2 separate regions of the Mus musculus genome follow, and region 2 is linked to region 1. The links are chromatin contacts, called in public Hi-C maps. All regions are on one chromosome and are shown on one strand. Each heading gives the region's core, a stretch centred on a gene start, on an enhancer-like site or on the middle of the called end of the contact. The rest is flanking DNA. Distances are from core to core; before and after follow the strand shown. Region 1 overlaps Dync1i1 (dynein cytoplasmic 1 intermediate chain 1). Region 2 overlaps Slc25a13 (solute carrier family 25 (mitochondrial carrier, adenine nucleotide translocator), member 13).

Region 1 (4,266 bases), core at 242-2,741:
AGTCTTCATTTTTGTCTTCCATTAAAGATAATACTTCCCTGGGGAAATGAGACCCCCAAACTAAAAGACTCAAAATAGCTAACCAACAGCATAAACAGGCAAGAGGGTTGGGATCATTTAAGTAAAAGAACAGGTCCATGTTTCCTTTCCTTCTCCTGGTACCAGAGCTAATGTTTGCAAAAAGAACTATGTAACGAAAGCTGGAGGAGAGATAGGAACTCAATCAAGAGAGCATGACTTTTTCTCTCAGAAAATAAAGCTGGGAGAGTTACAAAGCTAAAGCACCTCTCACCTCTATATGACGTTAAACTTGAAGAAAAAACTGAGCCAACCCAGCAGCATCTGCTTACAGACAGATGAGGACCCCCCCCCCCACACACACATAAGACTATACTATTTCTTCATGCAGGAAAAATATTAACATCTGATGGCCTGCATAACATTTTATTGATAGCACTGTATAGGATTCATGCATCAGAACAGGAAATGTAGTAATCTTAGCAAGATGCTTAAGAAGTGACCTCTGTTTAGATTCTGGATCATCAAGTTCAAATAGTGGCCAGACACAGGTTGAAACTGGCAACCATGCATGTTATATTAAACCACATCTCTATTGTATAAAAACTAAATTTTCTCAAACCTAAATGTTTCTACTAAACAAAATTGTTCTAGCAGTTAAACTATGCAGTTATTCTAGCAGTTAAACTATTCTCTTTCATGGAACTGAAACCAATGTAAAATACTTAAACGCTAAAACATGATTTTCCATATGAAGGTTTGTCTTCACAGGCATTTAAATATGCAGATTATGCCTAAGGCATTTTGTAATATTCTTCTTGCTAATAAGCTAATAATATTTTGTGTAAAAATCACGCCACACATTCACACAAATATACACACATATTAAGCTTTTTTTTTTTAAAATTTCATTCCCTCAAGTGTTTTCCTTCCTGAAGTACATGTGCATTACAGAAATATTAGTTTGCTTTGTCTACATCAAATTCTGGAACAGAAATGATAAAAACACAATTACTTCTCGAATCTTGAAGTTCATTTTCCTAGCACATACGTTGCACCTTTTCACCCAGTTGGCTATAAAAATAACCCAACCTGAATGCACTGTTCGCTGTAGAAGCCACACAGCACACTGCTCCATTTTTAGAATGAAACATCACATCAGGAAACACTCTAAGTGTAATCTTAGCCCAAATGTGCGAATGTGTATTCACAGGTCATTTCCACTGCTGAAGTCACCACTGTTGGCATCTGAATGACTTGTAGGTGAGACCAAACAGGTGCTTCACAAAGGGGATGGCCACTCTTGTCTGTTTCTTATGACTCTAAACAAAATCTGTTTGGACTGAGCTGTCCTTCTTACCCTGGGAAGTTCCCAGTCTCTTTCATGGTGTTCTCAGACAGAGCAAGGAGTTGAGAGAAGTGCTGGGGCGTTTCTAACCACTCCTTACTCACTGGTTAGGAAAAGGCTTTGTTCCTACCCAGCACCTAATCAGCATGCACAGCGAGCGAGTGATTGAGCGAGGGTGCCAGGCCCTGTGTTAGAACCAGAGACCCTTGACAACCCTTTTGAAATGTGATGACCGGGAAGTGGAGGTGAAAATGAATGCTGGCTTTGGCCAAAATGAGTGCATACTGGCGTAGATTCAGAAACTGAATAGCATGGAGAAGTGTGTTCTTACTGTAAGTGATGTCTCCCTGTCAAGCAGGTAGCTGAGGCATTGCTTCAGCCTCTCTTCAGTTTCTATCAAGGCACGAAAGGCTAAAAATGCAGAGCACCTAAGCACCATTGAGGACTACACCCCTGCCCCTTGCAAAGAACTGTTTCCAATAATTCCTAAATCATTTCCACTTGTTGCATGGTGAGGTGGCTCATGCCTTTAACCCCAGCCCTTGGGAGGCAGAGGCAGACAGATCTCTGATTTGGTGGCCAGCCTGGTTTACATAGTGAGTTCCAGGACATCCTGGGCTACATAGTAAAACCTGGTCTCCACATAAATAAATAGATTATGATCGGAAAAGTATTTGCATTTCTCATGGTGATGATAATCCTGATCCATTGAAATATCCATGAGAGGCAATAAGGAGAAAAACACGCATAGTGAAATAAAGGCAATGCCAGACTTTCGAGACCTTCCGTTGGGCCCACTTGGATCTGGAAGCATTTTCTGCTGCAGATTGGTCGGCCGGAGTCACACTGTAGGTCATGGAAGACTCCTATTTCCCACTGCTTCTCAGAGCAGAGCTCACCCATAGCTGGTCCACCCTGCCTGAGAACTGCTGCCTAATCTGGGGAAGGGTAAAGTGTTTAAAGCATTTGAATGCCTTAAGCACCGAGGGCTCTGATTTCTAAGATAATAAACTCTCAGCTCGAGAAGCACCCACCTTTTATAGATCTGGAATGACCCTGTATTAACAGCCAGAGGATTGAAGGCCAAAGGTAGTTATTGAGGTAGCAATTTGGCGTTAAGAAAGAGGGGGAAATAAACCTCATACTCGGTCAGGACAATCGAGTCTTACTCTTATTTCAGTTGCCGGCAAGAGCCAGGCTTTATCCTCTCATTGCCTCGATTGTCAAATGGGGATGGGGGCATCGGACCATTTATCAACAGAGCCGTGGCGAAGACAGGAAAGGTAATCTGAGTGAAGAGAGACTGAGTCCTTCATACGGTATTCACACTGTAAGCTGTCACTCTGATGAAAGAGGGTCCTAAAACACGACAGGTAGCTTACACCTGTTCTTCAGTATGCTTCTGAGGACCATTTTTTCCTAAAAGAATGAACTCTGACTGTTATGAGAACATTAAGAAACCCATCTTTACCCACAAGGAAAAGGGAAATAAAGGCAGCTAAACAGTCTTCCCAAGTCAGTTTCACAAGTCCGTGTGGGGCAGGTAACACCTCACACTCTAAAAGGGCCAGCCCTCCACAGTAGAATGGCCGGCAGGTAATGCGTTTTGAGTTACCCGCTAAAAGATTCCAAAGACTGTAATCCAAAATTCTTAGGGGACAAAAGGTCACAAGCAAAGAGCAAAGGCACGAAACTTGTAGGAAGAAAAAAAAATCACATACGTGGATGATTTTAACTTCTCCCATATTCCTTCTGTCCACCCGACCTGTGTTGCTGGGTCAGGGGAGCTGAGCCGCTCTCTAAGTGGGTCAACAGCTGCCTGTAGCCTCACTGACTGGTGAGTCTGACCATAGTGTGTCCCACCTGGGCATCTTGGGTACCTTGTAAGAGGCACAGACAGGAGAGTAGCTAGAACTGGAGATAAAGCCAGAACTGGCTTTCATCCACCACAGAAAGTAGCCAAATGATGTTTTGTTTTGTTTTGTTTTGTTTTGTTTTGTTTTCCCCTCCCAGCTTGTCACTTTTTGCTGTGTGTCCTTAGGAACCTCTCTGATCTCCCTTATTTAGCTGAAGGAAATTTGAGAGTACACCTAATGACTGGTAGTAACATGAGTAAGAAAGAAACAAATGAACACAGTGCTTGGCCCCTTATAATCCCTGTTAAATGATGTCTCTTATTTTTTTTCTTTCTCCATGTTTATCCCCCTTCTTCTAATTTTTCTTTCTCCATGTTTACCCCCTTCTTCTAATTTTTCTTTCTCCATGTTTATTCCCTTCGTTTCCTTGCTTCTTTTCCTCTTCTATCTCTCCTGTTTTTCTTCTTCCTACCTCTCTAGAACTGCATTTTTTTACTTTATCTTGAAGCACTTTTTATTTCTCTGAATATTACACATGACTACCTAAATAGTTTGTTTTAAAAAAAAAATAGCTAACTTTACTGGGATAACTAAAGAAAGAGATTTTTTTTTTTTGATTGTAAGAGAAGTTTGTCATAGTTGCTTTATATTATCCATTAAAATTAAATTTAAATATATATATATTACTTCTAGATATATATGTGTGTGTACGTATATGCAAATATTCTCCACACCTCTATTATTTTTCCACATGGGACCAATGCATCTCAATGCAGCTTTTTCTTTTTCTTTTCTTTTCTTTTCTTTTTTTTTTTTTTTTTTTGTTACAGCATTTTCTGCAGCAGGATTCTACTTTAACCACAGGTTATAAGGCTGGATTATTGTTGAACACATTGTAATAAAAATCAAGTGATTATTTATAATCGGGGTTAAACACACAGGTATCATTCATGTGCCTCTTTTTATAAGCACACAACTAACAGCTCTGAACAGTCCTCCGTCAAGTCTCCCTCATTTTTCAGTAAATTCTAAGGATTTATAGTC
Region 2 (3,921 bases), core at 741-3,240, 70 kb before region 1:
CATTTAACATCCTAAAATGTAGTCCTGAGCAGAGAGATGATTACAGGTGGCTGCTATCATGACTTCTCATCCTAGCAGCAGCGTCAGTGACGTTCCTACAGAACCTACCATAGCAGGCACTTGATAGTCAGCTCAAGATGGGATTCATTGAGTCCGCACAGTAAGTGGGGCTGATAGGATTCAAGCAGCCTACACTCTCAGTCTCATGATTCACGAGTCAGAGACCCACAATGCTGAGTCAGGCTTGGGGACTGGTGACTGTGTCTTCCTGCTCTTATTCTCCATGCTGATGGAGTGCATGGTTAGGGTTTGTCCTCGGAGCATTCTAAGCCAAGGAAGGAGAGCTCTGGTTTCTAGCTGAAGTTTGCCCATCAGTGAGCTCACCTGCAGGTGGTCGGTACCCACTTTTAGTGTCTCTGGAGTGCATAAATCCTACATACACATCCATAAGGCCCAGAGCCCTAGAGAGTTAAACTCTGGTTTTTAGATAGGACCGTGTAGTCTTGGTCCCTGAAATGCTTCTGGTGGCACTTTATGGCATGACTGTGACATACCTAATCTCTGGCCCGGACCTGCCCAAGCGGTATAATCGTTGTTTCTTAAAATTGCTTATAGTACTTCCTCATCCAGAGACTATGATACTCAGCAAATATCTGTAAGTGTAGGACAGAGGGTTTTGGCTCGTTCTGGAGCTGGAATTACAGACAATTAGAAGGAACTTGAAATGGGTGCTGGGCATTCAACTGGAGTCTTCTAAAAGAGCGTAAGACACTGTTAATTGCTGAGCCATCTCTCTCTGGCCCTCTGAGGAAGGTTTAGATACTAAATATCTACTAAGCTGAAAAGAAAAAGGAAAAAAAAATAAAACCACTCAGCAGCCTAAATTTGTGTCAGTGAGGAGTGCTATTTTAAATTAAATGCTGTTAAAAGATTTACTATGACTTTAATTCCAACTTATAAGACATTTTTTAATTTATAGAATGTATGTTTTCATCTGCACTATCAATGTCTAGCTTTTCCTTCTACTATAATTGCAGGGCATCTGTAAATTTTTGCTTCTCTAGGCCATTTTTCTTTGAATTTATATCTATGTGATTATAAAATATAAATTAAAAACTACCTGTACACTATTAAGAGTATTTCTTAGATTATTTGAAGATCCATTAATTTAGGCAAACAGCTGAGAAAAAGTAACGTATATTGACAGATGTATATTTATATGTGTTTAATGATTTTCTTTATAGTTTTCATCTGCTTCTATAAATATTTCTCTTTAAGGTGAACGATTTTGTGAGAGATAAATTTATGCACAAAGATGGCTCCGTCCCACTTTTGGCAGAGATTTTTGCTGGAGGCTGTGTAAGTACCTTTTCTCGATTTCTTTCTGTATTGGAAAGCCGTTCTTCATTTATGTATCACTGCCGTGAACAGCAAGTGGATACTAAGACTTCTCTTTGACCGCAGATCCTGTGCAAGGCCAGTGTTTCCTAGACAGGCTGTGGTTCCTGAGGTAAAGGGTGAACTGCTGATCTTTCTCCCTCTTCTTCATTCATGCCTGTTAACATTTCTCACTGCTTGGAGTCAGCTCTGCCCTCAGCTTATCTTGCCAAGGACATGTTTGGCCCCTGAAAGACCTTTTACCACCCCTTCCTGAATTTTCTTCGTAGCATCTTGTTTCCTGTGGCATCCTCTGCTGGGTCACGCAGGAAAGTCTGTGGCTTGCGCTCAGCCTCTCCAGCTCTCTGCTTTGCTCTGTCTTGATAGTGGCCTCGAACATTCCAGCATCAATGCTTTTGGGAGAGAGGCTGAGAAACAGCTGGCCAAGGGTGTTCCGCCTTGTCAGAAACGTGTGGACTGATGGCTTTGGGCTATGGGTGAGCAACCTGCATCTTGGTCTAAAGCTCAAAAGAGCATTGTCTGCCTCTGGACCGTGGGCCGGTTTGTCCATGTGAATGCAACTACTTCAGGAAAATTAACTCTTGTACAAAAGGCTGGAGCCATTTAACGATAAGGTTCACTAAGTAAACAGACTTTGATCACCCAGGCAATACAGTATCAATATATCCACCCACTAACCTTAAGTAACTTTTCATATAAGAAAACATGAGGTCACATTTTTCTTTCTTTCTTTCTTCCTTTTTTTTTTTATTGGCCTGGTCAGGCAGCAAATGCACACATATTATTTTTCTTTTTCTCCTTGAAAATCATTGAGTGTAGAAGTTGGGCCAACACCTGAAATGCTTGTGTGGAAAAGGCACACGGGCCTGCCTCATGTTGAATGTAGGAGCTGCCAGGAGTCCTTGTTCCTGGTGACTTCAAGAGAGGATGGAATTTGACTGCTGCCTGACTCTTTGTTTGATCACTGACCTGTCAGAAGTGGCCAGGTAGGGTCCCGTGTTCTGTAACTCTAGGAGCATTGAGGATGGAGAAGGGGACCTTTATTTCCTCAATGCAAAGGATGCACGGTCATCATCAGAGGGTTCAGAAGTCCTTTCTGTTAAGTAGTCTTCACTGCAAGCAACACTGCCTTCGCCATTCCACTAGCAAGGAGTTCTATTTTTAATTAATTAACTAATTAATTAATGTGTGTGTTTGTGAATGTGTATTAAGTGTGTGCTTGCCCAAGTAAAGAATTAATATTTTCTGGAGCTAGAGTTAGTTGTGAGTGGCCTGAGGTGGTTGCTGGAAACTGCACTGGGCCCCTCTGGAAGGGCAGTCACTATCTGTGTTTACCTACTGAGCCACTCACCCGTCCAGCTCGCTTTCTAACATTTAAATAGGTGCTTCTGTGGGTTGGATCTAGCACAGTCCTTCGGAATGTTGCAATGAGCCTAAGACATTGAATAGATGTCTGTCTCCTGAGGCTGAGCCTAGCCTAGTCCTTGAATGTGTTGCAAAGAGTCTTGCCTGGCATAGCAGGGTACTTAGGTCAGGAAAAGATGGAGGTTTTATTTTATATTTTATAGATTACAGTTTTAAACTTCGTAGACACGTGATATTAGAGTTATGTAAGAATTTAAAATGTGAAATTGCTTCTATGACTCCAGTCAGGCCACATCATGGCACAGAGCATGGAGGTGTATTTTTTCCCTAATGCCTGTGCATGCGTTTGGAGGCTGAGGAGATTGGCTGTGGCATGCATTCATTGTCAAGGTGCCCTCTGTAGGTGGTCTTGTTTGCAAGTATGGTGGCCCATTTCAAACACAGAGCACTGATTGGCATCACAAGTGGTGCCTAGCTATTGTAAAGAGACGCACCCCCTTTCAAGCTTGATCTAAACACAGGCTTAAGATTGGAGCCACTTGGGTTTTACAGCTACTTAAAATATCTGTGAAATGAGGTTTGCCATCCTTTACCTCAAAGGCGGCCCTCTGAAGTTCATCTCTGGTTTTGCGTCCCTCCCCACACTAGTCAAGGCTTTAAGAAGAGTTTTAAGTTCAGTTAAGCAGTCATGTAGGGAGCAAAGATCCCAGGAGAGAGTAAAATGGATGTTTGTGTGCCTCTGTGTGTGTGTGTGTGTGTGTGTGTGTGTGTGTGTTGTGTGTGTGTGTCTGTCTGTCTGTCTGTCTGTCTGTGAGAGTGTATGTGTCTATGTGTGTATGTTATAACAGTATCTCTCCTATCCTTTTTTGAGGTCTCTCCCTTTCAGAGCTGGTGTATATCACAGAATAAAGTCCTGAGTTCTATGGGCTGGTCTGTGTGATTAGGAACACAAAGGGTTCTGTGACCTCGTGTCACATGAGCAGTTTCTTGCTTTAGCTCAGCCAAGCATCACTGGGCGTTGACTTTTAAGTCCCTTGGAGCTCAGTGTGCTGCGTGCGTTATTGCTGAGTGTTAGCACACATGGCTGACTTTTCCCTCACGTCAACCAAAGCTGTCCATTCCTTTGAACAAAGCCGTCTCTGGTTTACAATGGTTTTG

What was found. Hi-C and Micro-C count contacts between places; a contact is called where the count stands out from the background.
Region 2: a Hi-C map of uterus shows a contact between it and region 1, with 4 times the contacts expected there. The contact joins two enhancer-like sites. A contact is called at or near these places in 11 of 484 Hi-C or Micro-C datasets (embryonic fibroblasts, embryonic stem cells, nephron progenitors and 1 more), 1 of 115 datasets of contacts at active chromatin or transcription factors (embryonic stem cells) and 1 of 9 other capture datasets (embryonic stem cells).

What each region holds. Positions count from the first base shown.
Region 1 is chr6:6,021,411-6,025,676 of GRCm38.p6, reverse strand. The region is part of intron 16 of Dync1i1 (dynein cytoplasmic 1 intermediate chain 1); the gene reads right to left. Among named protein-coding and RNA genes, the nearest start is that of 1700019G24Rik, 46 kb to the right of the region's middle. Within about 2 kb of position 1,491, at least 5 of the 459 cell types and tissues checked have an H3K27ac peak or open chromatin away from gene starts, as enhancers often do. A contact at or near this core is called in uterus, where this site is marked.
Region 2 is chr6:6,092,585-6,096,505 of GRCm38.p6, reverse strand. Slc25a13 (solute carrier family 25 (mitochondrial carrier, adenine nucleotide translocator), member 13) reads left to right here. Exons shown (of 18, transcript NM_001177572.1): 13 at 1,279-1,359. Among named protein-coding and RNA genes, the nearest start is that of 1700019G24Rik, 120 kb to the right of the region's middle. Within about 2 kb of position 1,990, at least 7 of the 459 cell types and tissues checked have an H3K27ac peak or open chromatin away from gene starts, as enhancers often do. A contact at or near this core is called in uterus, where this site is marked.